2 separate regions of the Rattus norvegicus genome follow, and region 1 is linked to region 2. A link is a contact called in public Hi-C data. All regions are on one chromosome and are shown on one strand. The core of a region is the stretch at or near the end of the contact, and the rest is flanking DNA. Distances in the headings are between cores, read along the strand shown. Region 1 overlaps Vim (vimentin). Region 2 overlaps Cubn (cubilin).

Region 1 (3,897 bases), core at 1,381-3,880, 280 kb before region 2:
ATTGCCCCAGGGTTTGAAACCATCCATACTTTGAGTTTGCACAGCTCAAGGTGTGACCGCCACACAATAAGCTTAACTCCTCAGAAGAAAACATAGAGGCTTTATTTTGTTAGACACATTTCTCCAAACACGAAAATGTATTCACAGCAGCATCTCTGTCAGAGGATCCATTTGGATGACAACTCAGCTGAGCTGTAAAAACGTTTTGTTTTATAAATCTCTATATGTGTAGGTTGATGTCAATCTGCAGGTGAAGGCAGACAAGGAGGCCTGTCATTGAATGAGGAGGAAGGGAGGCAGGAACAGAGGTTTTAAAGGGAGGGAGAACACAAGAGACGAGGAGGAGCGAACAGAAGGAGCTGAGAGAACATGGTGGCAGATGTTAAGATTCTTCTCTGTGCTTAGATACAGGTTGTTACGACTATTTTTAAGGGAAGGGTGTGTACAGGACTTTGTGCTGTCTGGGTGGACAAATTATATCTTATCAATTGGATCAGAGGTTATTGTGTGGTGTGTTCTTTCATGCGGTGACTTAATTGAGTTCAAGAAACTGTGTGGTGATGGCACGTACCGGGATACCATGGAATTGGGACGTGCATGCTTGGCCTGGTGGCAACCTGCCAAGGGAGCTGTGAGTGAGGGCAGAACAGCCTGACAGGATGCCGTGTTGGAATTGTTCAGGGACAGGGGCCAGAAAGTACTTGGGGGCAGTGTGGAGCCACTGAGATAAATTAGCGCTAGTTAAAATGGCCTGCAGGAGCCAGAACTAGAGAGAGACCACCAGGGTATGGGTGGAACTAGTTGCACCTTTCTTATTTTTACTGCAACATATATGTGCCTCAGTTGACATACAGGTAGGAAGCTCTTGTGATACATACATACATACACACACATACATACATACTCACACACACATATGCATAAAATAGCCCAGTTTTATAAATTAAACTTGGTGAACTCCATTCCTTTCTATCTTTCCCATTGTTTTATAAAACAGTGTCTCGTGTAGTTGAGGCTAGAATTGGACTCAGGATGTGGTAGAGATTTGAGCTCCTGGTCCTCCTGCCTCCACCTCCCAGAAGCTGGGATTGCATGTGTGCACCCACATCTAGCACCTCATCTGTATCTTGTTACAGAAAGACATGAGTTTGCATCTCAGCCATTTTGTGAAATTCTAACTCACATTCTGGAGTTTCTGCTGTGTATATGTAACATGCTAAAATGCATCTTCTTCCTTGGTAGGAAGCTTATTTGTAGGAACTGAAGTGGGCCTGCCTAGGCCCAAATCCAGCTTAACTGATTTTCAAGAGATCTGTCAACATTTTTGCTCATATTAGCTTACTATACAGGTGTCCTTCTTGCAATGGAGTTACGTCTTGATATGTCCGTCGTGTAATCAAAACATAATAAGCAGAAAGTACACTAAAGAATCAAGCCCACTTAACACCCTAAACTAGCAGTACAGTACAGTATAGAGTACTGGTTGTCTCCCCATGTGTCTATGGTATATGTGTTCAGGTATGTGTATACGCATGTTTGTATGTGCACATGTGTAGACGGAGACCAGGATCTTATATTCCACTTTTCTTTGAAACGGTCTCTCACTGAACCTGGAGCTCACAAATTGTCTTAACTAGCTAGTCAACAGGTCCCAGGGATCATGGAGTTTTTGCTCTCTCCAGTGTTGGAATTACAGGAGCATACCATCATGCTCAAACTCAGATTCTCACCATCATGTTCTGCTTTTTAATGTCGATTTCCGGAGCCCAAACTCAGCTTCTCATAATTTTGAAACCAGCATTTTACCAAGTTAGCCACTTTCCCAATACCATACAGTATTTATATCAACTTTGTGTGGGCGTGCACATGTGTATACATAAGCATGTGCACGCTTGTGCATTCATCCACTAAAGATTGAGCCCACAGCCTGTGTGTGAGCATGCCTCTAAGTCATATACCCATATCGAATTAAAAAAATAAACCATCGAAAAAGAGGTGATCTCCCTCTTCAAAGGCTAACTTGAAAATTATGTCGCAAGCATAAATAAATTAAACTTATAACTTAAAGCCTAAAACATGACTTCCGCAAATTAACCAGCAGAACTGAAGAGAGTCGTTCGGATATTGTAAAATAACACACCGAAAGAGTATTTCTGAAGTTTTATTGAAGCAGTAACAAGTTGGTCAGATATTTTCTGGAAAAAGAAAGCAGTTTTAATGGTATTCAAAAATACTTTAAAAAGTATTCTAGCACAAGATTTCTTCGTAAAACTAGATTATTTTGTAAACCTTTTCTACGCCTTTTGGGGGTGTCAGTTGTTATGTGCTGAGCTCGTTTCTATCCCAGATCTATCTTGCGCTCCTGAAAACTGCAGTAAAGGCACTTGAAAGCTCTTTTTTCTAAGATACGATTTTTTTTTCCTTCTTGCTGGTACTGCGCCGTTGCACTGAGCCTGTGCAGTTTTTATTCAAGGTCATCGTGGTGCTGAGAAGTCTCATTGATCACCTGCCCAAAAAAAGAAACAAAAATCAACTCATGGTAAGGAGAGGCGACCCTAATCAGACAGAAGTGTTGAGTGGGCTGGGGCGTTATGCTGACTCATCTGCCTAGGCGAGATGCCTAGGCTGGGCAGCCTCTTCCTGCAGACAATGTAAGTGTCCAGTGGGAGGTTGTGATGTACAAAAGAACACTGTGAAACTGTGCCTAGGAAGTTGGCCTTAGCAATCTGAAACACAAAGGCCACAAGCAACTAAGACATATGAAGGGGTGTGGCAGATGCATTTTATATCCACATGCGAGGCTGAGCTCTCGGAATTACAATTAACTTCAGCTATGCCCTGCCTGGCATGGAGTGGTAACAAGAACCTGACTGACCATATGTGGGTCCTTGTACTATGCAAACAGGTGACGGTTGCTGAGAGAGAACCCTATGTCTGATATCAAACCATCCCTGATGTAACTGGTGTCATTAAGTGACATGCTTTAATGCAGCTCATGTAGGAGGTACCTTAAGGGCGTTTTAGTCCCAATTCAATGAACATACTATGGAGTGCAGACAGATTACTGTCCTTTCCAAGGTCCTTGCGTGGGTGGAATTGGAGGATATTCTTCCAGTGTGCACGGGGACTCCGCTGCCTACATCTGATACACCTGCTCACTGGCTTACAGGGGACCAACACATATTTAAAACGGCTGTATAATTTACTCATCATTCCTTCTTTTAAACATTCCCGTAGTTTATCCAAAAATTACCAACCTGTCCGTCTCTGGTTTCAACCGTCTTAATCAGGAGTGTTCTTTTGGAGTGGGTGTCAACCAGAGGAAGTGACTCCAGGTTAGTTTCTGAATTAAAAAAAAAGGGGGCGGGGGAAGTAAGGAAAATAAGAGAGATTTTAAAAAGTAACTATTTTACCCAAAGCACTATGACTTTACTTTTGTAGCTATTCAAAGTGCTACTCACACAGAATCCTACAATGCCCTGTCTGTTTGAATACACAGCACCTAGGGCCTCCTTCATTCAAGCTGAGATAGCAGTTCCCTGAGCGTGCCATTACCAGGGAGCAAACTGGAGTCTACACTTAATGGGGCATAGAAGGCAAGAGTGCACTTGAGTTTGAGGCTTAGGGTGTCAGGCTGGGAGTATGGCTTTCTGGGTTTAGCTTGGCTGACTGCCCTGAGTTTGGTCTCTAGCACTTGCGTAAACTATAATAAAAAAGAAAATGTGTCCAGTACCAAATGGTCAAGCCTGAAAACATACACGCAATATGATACAGAATGAACCATTGTATTCATGTATGTAAGAATATATAGCTAGAAGTGTGTGTGTGTGTGTGTTCGTGTAACAGCAACTGAACAAAAAGAAGCCGTGAATTGAAAAGACAGATATATGTCAGGAG
Region 2 (3,890 bases), core at 899-3,398:
GTGTCAGGCAGATTTTACCAGTTCTGTTGCTGAGTTATGAGCACTCCTTTCACTGCTCTTTGAGAGTGTTGACTAGGGGAACCAGGGGGGATGTCTGCTGTACATAGCAAACTGTGGCTGATCAATGGCTGTTGACCATCGTCACACCTGCCCCGTGGAATTGTGTGGCAGCCATGACACATAGTCTGGGTGATGAGACAGAGAAAGTTCTCCATGGAGATGTAATTCACATGGGTGGGGTGAGTTTGTTGACCTGTAAATAGATACATTATACAACGTGAAAAAGTTAGCTACCCTTGACAATGAAAGGGAGATCAGAGCAGAGCATGTCAGGCTTCTGAGGTGGGAGTACGCCATGGCACCTAACAGCATACATGGAAGCTCACACACATTGTTGCCTCCATAAAACAGAGAACACTATGAACGAGGCATGTCTGCAAGAAGGACATGACCAAAAATTAGTTGAAAAGACAGTGCTGTGTTCTACCTAATCTCCAACTCTTGGTTAGTTCAGTCATCCATGTGCTGAGCATAAGTAAGGTGGTTGAGGGGCATCAAAAGTGTGGTCCCCACTGCTCCCTCTGGCTGGAAACATGAAACAGGTGGTAAGAAGTTGCTGCCCTCCCAGGGTTTCCTCCTTAGCTCCATCAGTGCTCTTGGTGTTGGCAGGTGTATTCCCAGTCCCATCTGAAGAGAAAATTCTCCACACTTAACTATCCTGTGGGATTCAGAAATGTGACTTCTAAACACTAAATGCTCCAAATTATTGTTGTAAGACCAATTATAAACTCCCAAGCATCAAACTTGAGCAAAAGGCTTATGTGAGCTTTCTGGGACCCCCTGTGATAACTCACTGGGCTACCCCTTCTGTACAGAATCAGTCACTGGGGAAGGGCGTGCGCATCTGCATCTTCAGGGACAGCATCAGCAGGCCTTAGGTGCATGAGTTAGGAGACAGCACTACCATTAAGCACTCATGTACTTAGTTATTCATTAAATAAGTGTGAATTTCAGCCTACCCTATTATAGATATTGTCTCAAACACTAAAAATGCATAAAGAGTAAATAATTATCACTGTCATACTTTGAGTCTTGCATGTCCTACCACAGCCCAGCAGTTAAGAAGACATGGTTGTCAGCATGGGGGCAGTTAAGAAGATAGGTCACTGCTCTTTGAAAGATACTTGAGTCCCAATCACCTTTCTCTTTCTGCATCACCGCTTCTGTGAAGTGTGCACATCCACCCCATTGTGTCCTTCTATCCTGACCTTTGCACAGGCCCAGGACAAGAGAGTTCTGTAACCATGCTACTGTAGAGATGAGTTGTGTGTGGACTGAGACCTAGAGACAAAGTGTAACTTAAGTTGACTACTGTAGGCATTTTGTCACAGTGACACCAAGAAACAAAGGATTCTAGAAGGCAAGGTTTGCCTGAGTTAATGTTCAGGGCATCATAGACGTGCAGTCCCTGCCCCAGTGTTGTGCAGGATCTGGCCACAGTAGACATTTGGTATTGTCAAGGAACAGAACAGAGATAGGGAGAATTTCAGGTTTGATCCTACGGGAGGCTAGGAGCCATGCTAGTTGTAAATATATTTCCAGTCAGTTACGAGAGCTCCTACTTTAACGTGGTTGGATGACTGCAGTGTTTGCACAGGGCCACCTTCTACCCAGCCCTGGCTTCTCCTTGTGCTGCCCCTCACATCCACCAGTCTCCATTTAAAACACGCATCTGGTCTTGTAGAGTAAGACGCAAGCTCCTTGTCATGAAATAGGTGTTCTTTCCGGACTCATACCCAGCACACTTCATTCTCTTACAGTATAAATTTCCCTTATCTCATTTGGCATAATTACTTTTTCTTTTCTCTGTTTCCTTTTTTTGTATTTTTCCATGTGTATTTGTAGATGTGCTTGTAAATAGAGATACACACACAGACTCGCACACACACTTACATTTGGCCCTTCCTTCTCACTATTTCAAGAGCATCTTGAAGGTGCAGAAACTGCTTTTAGGACTCCCCATATGCACAATACCCAACACCAGCCAGGTACATGATCCAGTTGTGGTAACTGTGAAGACCACGGTGGTTGTAACGAAACCTCACTTGCCAGGAGAAAAAGTACACTGTCTTAAACATGGTAACTCTTTTCTGTAAATTGAGGGTATTCCACAACAGAACTCCACTTTTCCTTGCTCCTTGAATTGAAATTAGGTTCACATAAGAGAGACAGTACCATCTAGTGGTCAGTTTGTTTAATTTTTAATTTCGAAATTGAGATCTCTGATCTAATGAGGTCTAATGAGCTCTTATGGGCTCACATTCGTAGCTACAGAAATATGGAAAGTGGTTATTAAAGTACGATTAAAATTAACAACCTAGAAAGAAAAATGAAAAGTACTTTGTTTTTTTTTTTTAGTAAGGTGTTTGAGGGACACCCAAACCTTCACTATTTCTTTGGATAAAGAAAGCCATCTGTGGTTCTAGAGCATAACTCCACGCCTCCTGTGGAGCTCACACTTGTGCAGAGGGAGAGCCCAATAAAAGCAAACGATCACTAAGTAGACATAGTTTGACCACAGTAAAATAAAACAAGATGGTGCCGGAGGAGGTTCCCACTGTGTGACCTCTCTGAGGAGGTGACATTTGAGTTGAAGCTCCATGACTAGGGGTTATCAGTCCTTCAAGAAAGACCACGTCTGCCGGAGGCAGCGAGGGGCGGGATGGGAGAGGAGGAACAGCATGGACCGGGGCTTGCAGACACTGGCAAAGAGGCAGGCTTCTGCATTGGGTACAAGGTTGGTTTTGTAGGAATCGCAGGAAGAACAGGAGCATAGTCTAGGTCAGCAAACACCTAGGCAGCATGGTGGAGAATTCCGTGAGTGCTCCATGCGATTCATCTGGGAGCCATGTTCTGAAGGGTCACAATACATTGCTACAGTACATTTAGGAGGTGGAGGGAAGTGGGTACGGTTGTCATGGGAACCAGAGACGTAAGTGTGACTTAAGTTTAGACTTCAGCTGTTTGTTTAGAGAAGACTTGAGAATATTTTAGGGGAGGGTGGGGCTATGGTTTGTGCCTATCACTCCAGTACCTTCGGTAGAAATGTAAACCTTAAATCCATATGCTAATGGTATGGGGGCCTTTGAGGTATAAATGGGATTAGATGAAGTTGTGAGAGTGGGGTTCCTAGCATGGGGTGAATAGCATCACCCAGGAGAGGAAGCAATTGCAGAGCTGGCTTGGCCCCTTCTTAGGGTGCTCACATGTCAGGAGGTAAGAAGGCCCTCAACAGAGGCCGCCCTGGAATTCCCAAGACTTCTCAATCCTCAGAACTGTCACCAATTAATGTATTTGTTTATAAATGACCTGGCCTATGGTACTGTGGTACAAGAACAGAGAACAAAGCAAGGCAGGTAGGTAGCAAGTGAGGTCAAAGCACTTACTGGCTATCGAGTAAGCATTCTTCATGCGTTACACACTCTTAAGTCATAGAATGGAACAGAATAAATTCTGTGCTTCTCTGGAATTCGGTGTCCATTTTAGAAGGGAGGATCACAGAATTAGCACCTTAAATATATAACTCTTTGACAGTAATGCTTGGCCTGAGGAAAGGAGTCTGGGAATGAGGGCAGTGTTTACTTTACGGAAGGCATTCCTGATGGATCATAGAGGACATGAGACCTGAACAGACTCTGTCCGTGCCAGCAAGAGTCCTCTGGGCAAAGGAAGGCAGATGCGATAGCTGTGGAGCTAGACTGAGCCGGGGATGCTCAAGAATCTCAGACAAGCAGAGACACCCAGAAAGGAGACCCATGTGAGGTCTGAGGCGGGAGGAGAAGCCATTCCATTAGGCCTGGACAGCTGTTGGCCATGGGTGTAACCTTTAT

Evidence for each region. A called contact is a pair of places that touch in the nucleus more often than the background predicts.
Region 1: a Hi-C map of Schwann cells shows a contact between it and region 2, with 6 times the contacts expected there. The contact joins two enhancer-like sites. A contact is called at or near these places in 3 of 12 Hi-C or Micro-C datasets (the Rat2 cell line, Schwann cells and frontal cortex) and 1 of 1 datasets of contacts at active chromatin or transcription factors (oligodendrocytes).

What each region holds. Positions count from the first base shown.
Region 1 is chr17:81,583,999-81,587,895 of GRCr8, reverse strand. Vim (vimentin) reads right to left here. Exons shown (of 9, transcript NM_031140.1): 8 at 3,258-3,343; 9 at 2,150-2,506. The coding sequence ends at 2,465. Among named protein-coding and RNA genes, the nearest start is that of Vim, 8.7 kb to the right of the region's middle. Within about 2 kb of position 2,630, at least 3 of the 93 cell types and tissues checked have an H3K27ac peak or open chromatin away from gene starts, as enhancers often do. A contact at or near this core is called in Schwann cells, where this site is marked.
Region 2 is chr17:81,303,334-81,307,223 of GRCr8, reverse strand. The region is part of intron 60 of Cubn (cubilin); the gene reads left to right. Among named protein-coding and RNA genes, the nearest start is that of Rsu1, 19 kb to the right of the region's middle. Within about 2 kb of position 2,148, at least 3 of the 93 cell types and tissues checked have an H3K27ac peak or open chromatin away from gene starts, as enhancers often do. A contact at or near this core is called in Schwann cells, where this site is marked.